Regions from separate parts of the Gossypium hirsutum genome. Here region 2 is linked to region 1. The links are chromatin contacts, called in public Hi-C maps. All regions are on one chromosome and are shown on one strand. Each heading gives the region's core, a stretch centred on a gene start, on an enhancer-like site or on the middle of the called end of the contact. The rest is flanking DNA. Distances are from core to core; before and after follow the strand shown. Region 1 overlaps LOC107899512 (threonine dehydratase biosynthetic, chloroplastic). Region 2 holds the start of LOC107899509 (DEAD-box ATP-dependent RNA helicase 38-like).

Region 1 (6,371 bases), core at 1,792-4,291:
GTAGTGTTATGTTTACCTGATTTCTCAATGCAATTTATGTTAAATGTGATGCTTCGATAGCTGGTGTTGGAGTAATCCTTTTACAACAAGATCATCCAATTGCCTATTTCAGCAAGCGTCTTTCTTTTTCTTAGATTAAATATACTTGTGATCGAGAATTATTAGTGCTGGAATGGCACATTTTTTCTTTTGGATTCCCATTCTTTTGTTAAGGTTGATCATTGCAGCTTGTAAGTTTCTCCTCGACTATAGAATTTCAACTAATGAACAATGATGGTTCCCATTGATTTCCACAAGTTAGCAGTTCCCATGGATTTCACAAGTTACAAGAAGCTCTTCGAGGCTAAACAAATCATGGAACAACTCACTAAAGACCCATCTGCAGATTCTAACTTTCAAATGACTGATCAACCACTTCTATAGATCTCGATTAGTAATTCTTGATTCTCCCACTATAAAAGATAAAATTTGGTGGAAGCTCACAATTTGCTTATGGGATGTTTACTTAAAAACACTTAAAAGGTGTCAACCAATTTTTTCTGGCTACAACTTGAACTGGGATGTGAATTTTTATTCAAAATTGCTTGGCTTACTAGCAGAACAAGTATCAATCTCTTGCTCTAACTAACCTGTTGCAACCCTTGATTATCAATCTGTGGCTACAGCTTCTTTTTTTTTTTTCTGTAAGGCAATAAGGATAAAAAACACCTGATTAAATTTGTTTTATCTTTTACTGTTTTCATTGATATACCTTTACTACTAAGAGGGGAATTATATCAAACTTTATACTTCTCATATTTGACCATTCAACAACAAAAATCGACCATAAGGAAACCATACATATTGACCAATAAAAAATTTGCATGTTATGCAGATAAACTAGATTAGACTTTAGAGTTTACTATATATCTTAAGCTTTAAATATTATATATACACAGACTTGCAAGAACTCAGACATGTATACATTTCACTAGTCAGGCTGCCACTTTTTTTGCACCTGAGACAATTAAGGGTTCTAGTGCCTAGAATGTGCCTTGCGCCCTTGACAACACTAGTGACACGAATTGCAGCTGCCTTCGTCATCTAAAGTCCATCCTATGTTTTATGTTTTACTTCTCTGTCCTGCTAGAGAAGATTTCAAAGTCACAACACCCGCTCCTCTACCCATCAATGCTGATTGGGAATTGATGGTAGAATCAGAATATATATAGCATATCATTGGTTTTAGAACTCAGGAGATCCTACGCTTGAATTACTTGGCTTCATCACTCATAGAGGAGGTGAGTTGGGAATCTTGCTGATCAGTTTCCACCCTTCTGCCTTGAGGACAAGGCAAATTTGCAAGAGGGTGAATAAATACAGTACCACCTATACTTACCTAATTTAGAAGATTACGTGCATGTGGGAAAAAAAGCTGGCTAATATGTCTTACATGGGGTTTGACTTAACCCTTGATCCTATAGATAAGATTGTGGCCAAAATGATGGGATGATTTGCTTTACAAGTTCAACACATCTCTATCTTCTCTGGTTAATGACTTAATTGTAGTTTTGATGTCTTCTCCTTATTTAGTGGCTTAAATGTAGTTTACTTTCCTTTCAAATAACATAGCCTTTAGACTAAAAATACATTAAGGGGTTCTTGACATAGGATCATTCTGAAATTACTAATTCATTTGTATTGGGAGAGTTGCCCACCCCAAAAGGACTGCTTATTGGAGGAATAGTGTTTTAGATTCTTGCATTACCTTATTCAATAAGTTACTTGTCTTTTCATTTCCATCTCTTTGATTTTTTTCTATTGAGAAATTCAGTCCCAGTCAAGATGATTGGGTAGTCTGAAATATGTGAACTGAAGTGAGGGCATTATATTATCTTCCATGAGTGTTTGCAGTGTTGGCGTTCACATGGTTTCTGACCTTGAAGCAATGAGGCAGAGGCTGGAATCTTCTCAACTTAGAACCTACAATCTTACAGCAAGTGATTTGGTTAAAGATCACTTGCGATATTTGGTAATTACTAATTTTAACAAAATTTCCCTCCTTTGTGATGATTGTATATATGCTGTCTTTGTTAATTCTTTTAATCATCTCTTTCAGATGGGAGGCAGATTGAATGTAGAAAACGAGGTTCTATGCCGATTTGTTTTCCCGGAGAGGCCTGGTGCTTTGATGAAGTTCTTAGACACATTTAGTCCACAGTGGAATATTAGTTTGTTCCATTACCGCGGTCAGGTTAGCATCCAAGAAAAACTTTGCTGAGAATTTTCAATTCTAATGGGTTGTGCTTTAGAACAAGACATTAATCCTGATTTTATTTCATCCAACAGGGTGAAACAGGAGCTAATGTGTTGGTCGGAATTCAAGTTGGGAAGAGCGAGATGGAGGAGTTTATACAAAGATCGGAAAGTCTTGGATACGAGTATGTATTGGTAACCAATGACAGCAATTTCCAACTTCTGATGCATTAGTTAAGAAATAGGTTCTCATATTTATAGAAATAGAATATGTAGCTCGCAATAAGGTTTAAGGTCTTGGTTTTTCTTGCATTGGACTAAATACTTTCAGACTTATATGTACCCAATAATATATGAGCTTCATAATTTAAATATCGAATTAGAGGTCAGTCAAACAGTGAGATCTCCATTGGTTTAATTTTGTATATAGTTTTGAGCAGTGGACGCCATGTTACTAGAAATTTGCATATGTATCATGTATGTTAGGTAGTAAAGCTCAAGAGGTAGGAGCCAACTTCTTAGCTTCTGGTTCCTTTGAATACGTACAGACCAACTCTTCTAAAACAATTATTTATTCAAACAAAACAATTCAAGCTGTCTTTGTCCATAATGAAATTACTTTAATTGTATTATTAATTATTAAATCAAAATATTAAAAAAAAAGTTTACAGGGCATAAACATAAATAAAAGGCGCATGAAATAGATACGTAAACTATATATGGTACAGGTACAGGACCAGGGTAAAGAAGGGAAGAGTAATTAGGGGGAGGCTATAATTTTTCAATCCATGTCCACTATCCATCCCCATAAACACCCAACTCCTTCGCCACCACTTACTCCAAAACCATCGATACACCCTTGTTCCTCGTCTCTTCCCAAAATCAAAATCAGAATATCATTCTCGATTCAATTTAATTAAATTAATTAAATTGCAATTCAATAATAAAAAACATTATAATTTAACATGCCATAAAATCTTTTTTTGAAACAAAAACGACCACAAAGGTCAACTAAGATTAATTATGAAACATCACAAATTACAGCATTGTGGATTTCCGGCGGATAATCCAATTCGAACAAATTGTTTTCGGCCTCGCTATACATTTTTTTACAAAGTAAATGGGCCACCTTATTACAAGACCGTTCGGCCCAAATTAAATTGGCAGAATTAAAAAATTCAAAGGCAGCAGCACAATCCTTAATTCGTGCGCCAATTGTAGTGATGTCATTGACTAAATTGTTTAGTCTGTTGACCAACCCCACATGGTCGGTCTTAAAAAGAACGTGTTTTTTAACTGTAGTCTGCGCGCCACTTTAATGCTCTCTTCGAAGGCCACGCACTCAGTTTCTTCCACCGACATCCCACCCTCTTTGAAACCCCCGCCGCCACCTAGAACAAAGCCTTCTTCATCTCTGACGACCATCCCGTACCCGATTCTATTTTCACCAACAGTAGCATCAAAATTTATTTTAATAAATCCCTTTGGAGGTTTGTTCCACTTTTTCTCCACGACGTTCTGTGACATTAATGGCTCGTTCATCATATTGCATATTTGAAACTCCTTGGTCAAGTTGTTAGCTCTTTCCCATATTTGCTTAGCCTCTTCTTCTTTTCCCCTGAAGATAAAGTTGTTCCTGTTATTCCAGTAGTTCCATAGGGTTGTTATCAAGTCGGCCATAGCTCTTTTGTCAAGGACCCGCATCAAGTCTTCCAACCAATCAATGCAGTGATCGTAATTCTTAGAAATAAAGCTCCTGGACCACCCTCCAATCGACAAAACTGCTCTCGAGGTTGGGCAGTCTTTTAAAGCATGTAACACAGTTTCGGTCTCTACTCCGCATCGAGGACATCCCTTGTCAAAATCCTGTCTGATAGAGGCGATCTTACTGTTCGTGGGGAGGATTTCATGCCCCACCCTCCACGCAAAAACCCGGATCTTCGGTAGAGTATCAAGCTTCCATAATGCTTTCCAAAGGAACCTGTGAGGGCCGTATCCCATTCCTTTCAGCAACAGCCATGAATAGGCAGATTTTAAAGTATAACACCCGTAAGGGTTATGAAACCATATCAGTCTATCTTCCTGGCCCTCCCCTCCAATGGGAATATTGCAAATCTTATCCCCCCAATCTTGTCCATACGCGTGTCTGACTTTATTAACCTCCCAACACCTCCATTCCACATGCCAAAGATTTTTCACACTCTTTCCATCTCTTTTTCGAGTGTTGCTTATAATAACATCCCCATTGAGCCCTTCCATTCCCCAATTATCATCCCAAATATTTATCTTCTCGCCGTTTCCAATCTGCCAACCAAAGCCATCTTTAAGCGCTTCCGCCGTTGTCGCAATACTTGTCCAAGTGAAAGACGCTTTGTCCACCTTTTTAGCATTAAAAATGTTGCCATCAGGAAAATATTTTGAAGAGAAAACCTTGAAGCAGAGAGTATCAGTATTGTTTATTAGTCTCCACACTTGACGCCCTAAGAGAGCCAGGTTGAAGAGTCGCATATTTCTAATTCCAAGCCCTCCCATAGCCTTTGGCTTACACAGCGTTTTCCATGGGATCATTGTCCAGAATCTCCCTTTATCTTTTCCCGACCACCATGTTCTGCTAAGCTTAGCTTGAATGTCATCGATGATGCTTTTGGGGGCCAAAAAAATTGACAGAGCGTACGTAGGGACGAATTGGAGAACCGCTTTAATGAAGACTTCTTTACCCCCAAAAGAGATAAATCTCTTTGTCCAGTTGTTAATCCTGCAAGACAATCTATTAGTAATCTCTTGGAAAGCCACTGTTTTTTTTCTTACCAATCGGGATAGGAAGGCCTAGGTAGTTGTTTAAGTTTTCCACCACCGTCATGCCTAGGAGACCACTAAGGATTGTTCTCTGGTCACGTGAGGTGTTAGGACTGAAAATGACCATGGACTTTTCAAAATTAATCTCTTGCCCTGAAATATTAGAGAAAGTGTAAAGCATGTTAACAAGGCTCTCCACATCACTCTTTTTATTTTTCACAAACAACAGTGCATCATCAGCAAAAAACAAATGATTTATTCTGGGGCCGTCTCTGCTGGCCCTTATGCCTCTTAAAATGTTGTTCTTTTGAGCATGGATAAGCATTCTCGAAATAGCTTCCATACAAAATAAGAACAAATAAGGAGAGAGGGGATCCCCTTGTCGGAGACCCCTTTCAGGGATGAAAGTATCAAATAAAATGTTGTTACATTTAACCGTATATTTAACCGAACGAACACAATCCATAATGTTGGCAATCCACTTTCCATCGAATCCCATTTTCTTCATAATTATTTCCAGAAAGTTTCACTCTACACGATCATAAGTTTTGCTCATGTTGAGCTTGACCACGAGCCCTTTATTAGGACCATTTTTAGAGCTTTTAAGATAATGGAGAAGCTCATCCGCAATTAAAATATTGTTGTGTATCATCCTCCCCGGCACGAATGCACTTTGATTTTGGCTAATGCAACTAGGCAGGACAGCTTTCAACCGATTGGCATACACCTTGGATATGATTTTGTAGACAAACCTACACAAACTAATAGGGCGGAAGTTAGTAAGCTCATAAGGATCTCTAATTTTAGGAATTAAAATAATCATAGTTTCATTAAGACTAGAGATATTTTTGTTCCCATTAAGAACATCCATGCAGCAGCTAATAGTATCCTTTCCCACGATCTCCCAGTAATACTTGAAAAAATTTCTCGATAGACCATAGATACCAGGGGCTTTATTAGGATCCATCTGCTTAATAGCCTGAAGAACCTCCTTCTCCGTATATATCTTATTAAGCCAGTCATTTGTATCCCTTGTCACACACTTTTTCATATACCCCATCTCTTGGATATTAGCATTCTGACCGTTTGACCGAAACAATATCACAAAGTAGTCTTTAGCCACCTTACTTATTCCCTTACAATCCGCAACCCAATTTCCTTCAGCATCTTTAAGCTTCTCAATATTACTCTTCTTAAGTCGACCAGTGGCTTTAGCATGGAAGTACCTAGTATTTCGATCACCCTCCCTAAGCCATCTTGATCGAGACCTCTGTGCCCAGTAACTTTCTTCCTTAGCATATAGGAAGTCCAACCTTCTGCGAGTTTCCTTTAACGTCTTC
Region 2 (6,441 bases), core at 3,847-6,346, 220 kb before region 1:
ATGCAACACTTTAAAATTATACATCATTTAAAAATTCAAAAAACATTACATAAAATCTAATAAATACAAAAAATAGTATAAAAAATAACTAATTTAAAAAAAATTAAAACTTTTGATAACCGCGTGATGCAATCTTAAAAACTCTCTTAATTAGCTTGATGGCTAAAGACTATTCACACATGAAATTTGCCCTCCAAGAAGTGATGGATTTTTATTTGGACAACCTTGAATATAATACATGCATATGTGACGTAAATATGTTCCCACGGTGAATAATTCAAGATTAATGTAAAAGCATATATATATTCAAGAATAGGATAGAAAACCTCGCTAAGTTGAAAAGACTAAATGCTACTATCCGAAAATTGAAAAACCTTACTAAAAATAAATATCTTCAAGTCCAAATTAGAGGTGATCATGAGTTGGGCTACTTAGCCCAGCCCAATAACCCACCCAAAAAATAGGAGAGTTTAAGTAAAAATATAAGCCCGAAATATGAGTTTCGACAAAAAAAACGAAACCCGTTTAGAAAACTAGCCGAGCCTCGGGTAAAATTTTTTTGACCTGGGCCCGCCCAATCCAGCCCGAATTATATATTAAATATATATATTTAATATGAATCAGGCCGAACTCGAACTTAACAATTTTCTTTCATGCCAAGCTTGAAAACTTTTTAATCAAATATATATATTATATATATTAAATATATATATTTAATATGAGTCAAGCCGAACTCAAACTTAACAATTTTCTTTCATGCCAAGCTTGAAAAATTTTTTAAGCCCATATTTCGCGCCAAGCCAAGGCCTAAAAAACAAGCCTAAAATTTTATCTGAACCCAACCTATGATCACCTCTAGTCCAAAGTCCAAACACATTCTAATTATTTTAAAATTAAATTTTTACCTTTTTCAAAGAAACAAAAAAACGAAAGTAACTTAGAAAACCAAATAGACAAATAATGTCCCACAGTTAAAACTAGTACTACATTTAAATTTGAAAGGAGCACAACAACCTCAGTATATTTAAACCTTCTGCTTTCAATCATCGTGTGTTACAGAAGGTAATAAGCAAAAAAATCACCTACTTCCACGGTAATAGTTGAGTACTCTGGTAAGAGGAAAACAATAACATACCGAGTGGAAATCCTGTTTTCTCATGAACTTGAACCAAGAAAATCCGCTGGCAAATTACAAATTTTAGTTTCAGAACATAAATTACATACTATAAAATATGATTTGGATCCACTGAAATCGTCATAACACTCCCACTTCGCATCCAATTTGAGACCACATATGACTTTATGCCCTTTTCCTCCGTTCAAATACTCATACAGCAACTTACTAAAACATGGTGCAAGTAACAAAAATCAAAATCAAACCAACAGAATCGGGCACAAATAGTCGAGTATACAGCATACTATAAGCACAATCTGTTTGTTCCTCTTCTCTAGCATTTCACCAAGATAGCTTTGACAGAAGGGTTTCCTTTCATAATAAACCGGCTGATCGGAGAGCAGCTTTAAAGTCTTCCTCATTCCTCCAGTCAGGAACCTACAATCCAAGAACGATGTGGTGGAAAGCAATCATATGAATATGATAACAAAAAAAGAAAAATGTATGGACTTGCACCAGCACCACGCACAGTGAGGGCTTTACCTCTGCTATTTTGCTGTCAAAATGATTTTCGATTTTGGATATTATCATTTGGTCCATATCACCACAGAGTAAGTTGAACACGGCTCCTGCAAATCAGACAGACATGACCCTGAATGATGTGTTCTTCAACTAATGTTTTCATATGCAAAACAATTATTAAATGCCATTGATACAAACATTGTCAAACAGAAAAAAACAGTGGGACATCTTGAAAAAGCTGAATATTAGAACTACAAATCTAGCTACCAGTCAGGTTTATCACACAGCAGGAAGCAACAGTATCATCATTTAAGGGAAATGACATTTTCATTCAGAAACCTACCCTTGCGGCCAAAACGTCCTGCTCTGCCAATTCTATGCAAGTAAACCTCACAATCAGGCTCCACACGGTTGTCGTGTTTTACAGGAAGATCATAGTTGATGACCAAATTAACCTGCAGAAAAATACAATATTAGACAATACAACTTGTAGACGGCAAATACAATATTAGGATAATACACCTTGTACATAGCAAATACAATATTAGGATAATACCTGTTGTTGGTCAAAACCCCGGGCAAGGAGGTCCGTTGAAATGAGCACTTGAGTCAAACCATCTTTAAATTCTTTGACTATCTTGTCTCGTTCAGCTTGATTGAGAGCACCTTGAATTGTGGTAACATCATAACCAAACTCAACAAGTGCTTTATGCAACATGCTTGCGCTATTCCTTGTGCGTACAAATATTATAGTCTGCCCTAGGCGCTCTCCAAATTCTAAAATTCTATCTTTAATCACCAAAACTTTGGAAAGTTCATCTGGAACATTCACCTTGTATTGCTTCACAGACTCCAAAGATAGTTCTTCCTTCTTGACAAAAAGTTGATTGTGATCTCTCTTGACTATCTTTGAGACAAAATTCTTCACAGTGTCGCTAAATGTGGCAGAAAACAGAAGAACCTTGAAATTGATTCAAAAAAAAGTATACAGTCAATGTTTCCCAATACCAAGCATGAAAAAGAAAGTATTTAATCAGTCATTGATCACCAATGCTAAGCATGCATTACAGAAAAATGTATTCAACCAGTCATTTTTCTTCAATGCTCAGCATGCAACTAGGTTGTGATATTAACCCTACTCTCTTAACCCATAGGCTTAGCCCTTTATAGACAAATAATACATATGCAAGTCCATTTGGAGCAAGAAATTAGCAATATCAATGCATTGGCATAGATCAAAAATTGATATCTACCAAACAAGCAGAATGATTAGTTTATAATCCATCACTCTTCATCCTGAACCATGTCTGAGTATAGGCTTCTTTTATAACAGCTTATAGAACCACCAATTTTATGTCATAGTTCAATAACAATAGAAGCATAAAACGTTTCCAACACCCACTAGATAAAGAAAATTTAAGACATTACATGGAAAAAGGTTGACACGCCACATGCAAATAAAATTTACAAGACATCTTCGATACAAACCTGGCAGTGAGAACTCATCTTTTCAATATCCCTCATTATTCTCAAGGAGTCATCTTTAAACCCATCCTGCAGCAAAGAAACGTACATAAGAAAATTAATGATTTTATGAAATCTAGTCAAATAGTTGGATCATATGATTGCACTACATAATTAAAAAAATGTCCATCCTTCCAAAATCAATCATCAACAAACAAAGTCATTCCAATCCTCCTCAATGCTTCCTCACAAACACTTCCCAGAACAAAAAATTTAAAGAATACAGCAAACAAACATCTTTCAGGTTGATAGAAAAGAGGAAACATTTGGAGTTTTTAATGGCCTACCAATCCTATCATTCACAAAATTTAAATTCTTATCACACTTCACTATTATTAATTGAACCCTATTCTTGTTGTCATGCTTTACATTCTTAATTACAGTGACACATAAACCTACACAAGGAATTCCCAGAAGCATGCTCAAAAGCTATAATATTCAAATAAAACGAAAAATAGACAAAGCATTATAGTAAAAATTCTGTAACCTCCACCTAAAATCCAAAGGGCTATACGCTGGATGTTGCAAATCAATTGAAGATGCAAGCAATTGCTTAGGCAGCCATGAATATCACATACCACTAGAAAGATAACTCCCAAGATACCTTCTCATATGCATAAGATGATTCACTAACAAACACATGTCTCTACCTATACAGCTGAGCAAACCAAAATCAGGTAGCCACAAATTCATATATAGACAAGTAAAGTTAGACAATGTTCCACAACAAAGAGACTTAATTACAATTCTAAAGTTGCAACAATTTGTTCTTTCCTAGTACTGAGAACAAGGCACTACAAATTCTAATTTCATCAAAACAACAAGCAGATAAACCAGCAAAACAAAAGTTACCTCAGCCAGCATGTGATCAGCTTCATCAAACACAAGAACCTTCACATTACTCACACCCAATTTCTTTGCTGACATCCACTTCTTAATAGTGCCAGGAGTACCAATAACTACTTGAGCGATAATGGGTGCCCGTTTATTAATTGGAATATAATTGGAACTATCCATTGGAATAGCACATTCTGATGTTATCCCAGTATGCTTCCCCATCTTCCTAAGCACTTCCAAATTCTGCAAGAAAAGACAGCCAAATTTTAACATCAAAACCAAAACCCAGATTTCATTGGTACCTAAAAGAATTCAAGATCTCATAACCTAACCTGAATAGCCAGTTCTCTAGTAGGACAAATGCAAAGTGCTTGAGGAGCTTTTAGATTCGGATCAACACGAGACAGCATTCCAAGAGTAAAGCAAGTGGTTTTACCAGAACCATTGTGAGCTTGAGCAATTAAATCCAAGTGAGGAGGCGTCAAAATCATCGGTAAACTAATAGCTTGGATTTTGCTAGGCTTTTCAAATTTCATCTCAACATATAGCCCTTTTAACAATTCAGGGGACAGATTCAATTCCTCAAACGTAAATGCTGAAGTGTATGGTGTCTCCCCAGCTGTGACCTACAAAAATCGAACAAAAACATGAAGAAGTCAAAACCCTAAATCTCAGTCGAACAAAAAAGAAAAAGGCTCAAGTATTTAGGGTCAGGGATCGATACGGCTTTGATGTTGGAGTCCTCGGGTTCGTCGAGGAACTTGTTGATCTTTTTGCTCTCATCGATTTTTAGGTTTTCAACTCCGAGTTCCGGCGCACCTTTGTCTTCCGATAAAGCACTCGGTTCTTCCGAAGCTTCGTCTTCCAAATCGGCCCATCTTACTGGTGCCTCGGTGGTCTTTTTGGTTTCTTGAGGCGCTGGCGCCTCGGCGGTGGTAGTGGTGGAAGGGGCGGAGTTAGAGGCGGTTTCAGCCATGAAGCTCTAGAAATCAATGGAATAAACGCAAAAGGGTGGTAAATCGGTTTCTTTTTCTTATTAGGCGATTAGGAAAAACTAAAATCAGAAACAAAAATGATTATATATATAGGTGGAGGAAAATTATAAAGAAGCCTAGTTAAAATCAGATTTTTATAGGCCGTGCTCATTAGCCGGGCGGCTCCCCAAAATATGTGAATTGGTAGGCGAGTTCGGGTAAAAATATAGGCTCGAAATATAGATTTAGATAAAAAATGAGACCCGTTTAGAAAATAGGCTGGGCCTCAGGTACCATTTTTTTTGCCCGGCCCGAATATATAATAAATTTATTTTTTTATTTTTTTATTTTTAAAATATTTTTTTTATTTTTTTATTTTTAAAATAAATTTTTGGTGTTTATTAAAAAAAGAAAAAAAATTTGGCCCACGTCCTAGACCCGGGTCCGGCCCGGCTCAAAATATGGGCCTAAATTTTTGTTCAGACCCTGCTCGAGAAAAAATTCCTAAACCCGAGCCCGGCCCTTTTTTTTAGTAAATAGTAAAATTGTATAAAAAACCTGCAAAATATAATCAACCAACCAAAATATCCATACATTAACCAATCAACATATTTAAATTTATAACAAAATATAAATTGTAAGCTAAATTAAATTTTCAACAATTAGAAAGGAAGTATCCTAAAAAGCAACCGAAGAAACATTATCCTCATCGTCCTTTTTGCAACTAATTTGTTATATTTGGAAATGTATTTTAAAAATAAAAAAATAAAAAAATAATTTAAAAATACTTTAAAATAAAACATATATATTTATTATATAAATATTAAATGTCTAATGGAAAATAGGGAAATGAGAAATGTATTTTAAAAATAAATATATATTTATTATATTCGGGCCGGGCCCGGGCTAAAAAAAATTTCCCGAAGTCCGGCCTGTTTTCTAAACGAGCCTCGTTTTTTGCCCAAATTCATATTTCGGGCTTATATTTTTACCCGAACCCTCCCATATTTCGAGTGGGTCGTCGGGCCGAGCCGGGCCGCTCAACCCATGATCACCTCTACTTCAAACAATATCAACCGTTTGATTAAAAGCAATTAATCTGAATTATAGGTAAAATATTCGTGATTTCATACTTTAAAAAAAGGTTTTATTTACCTAAAATTCTCGCCGTTTAACCGACTTATATCTCAAAGTACATGGTTTATTTTCTTTCAACTATATCCTTCCTTTTACTTTAGTTTTTTCCTTTTCAGCTTTATTTTCAATTTAAGTAATTTGATGTTAAAAAATTTTATTAAATTTATGAAAGTATCATACAAATTTTTATACTAGAAGTTAAATTACATTTTATTTTCTTTATTCAAAAAATGAACATATTAATCCTTGTACATTAATTTATTTTTATCATTAAAAAATTATTTTTATATGTCAACATGACATATTCATTATGTTTAAGTTTTATATTATTGT

Evidence for each region. Hi-C and Micro-C count contacts between places; a contact is called where the count stands out from the background.
Region 2: a contact with region 1 is called in a Hi-C map of anther, with 2.5 times the contacts expected there. The contact joins the promoter of LOC107899509 here to the enhancer-like site in region 1. A contact is called at or near these places in 4 of 34 Hi-C or Micro-C datasets (anther, fibers and leaf).

What each region holds. Positions count from the first base shown.
Region 1 is chrD04:39,513,736-39,520,106 of Gossypium_hirsutum_v2.1, reverse strand. It overlaps LOC107899512 (threonine dehydratase biosynthetic, chloroplastic), which reads left to right. Exons shown (of 9, transcript XM_016825246.2): 7 at 1,894-2,011; 8 at 2,099-2,233; 9 at 2,329-2,653. The coding sequence ends at 2,469. Among protein-coding and RNA genes, the nearest start is that of LOC107899512, 20 kb to the left of the region's middle. Within about 2 kb of position 3,041, at least 7 of the 9 cell types and tissues checked have an H3K27ac peak or open chromatin away from gene starts, as enhancers often do. A contact at or near this core is called in leaf, where this site is marked.
Region 2 is chrD04:39,732,195-39,738,635 of Gossypium_hirsutum_v2.1, reverse strand. LOC107899509 (DEAD-box ATP-dependent RNA helicase 38-like) reads right to left here and starts at 5,096. Exons shown (of 8, transcript NM_001326875.2): 1 at 4,722-5,096; 2 at 4,330-4,623; 3 at 4,013-4,240; 4 at 3,125-3,190; 5 at 2,193-2,597; 6 at 1,980-2,091; 7 at 1,658-1,743; 8 at 966-1,552. The coding sequence starts at 4,973. The coding sequence ends at 1,490.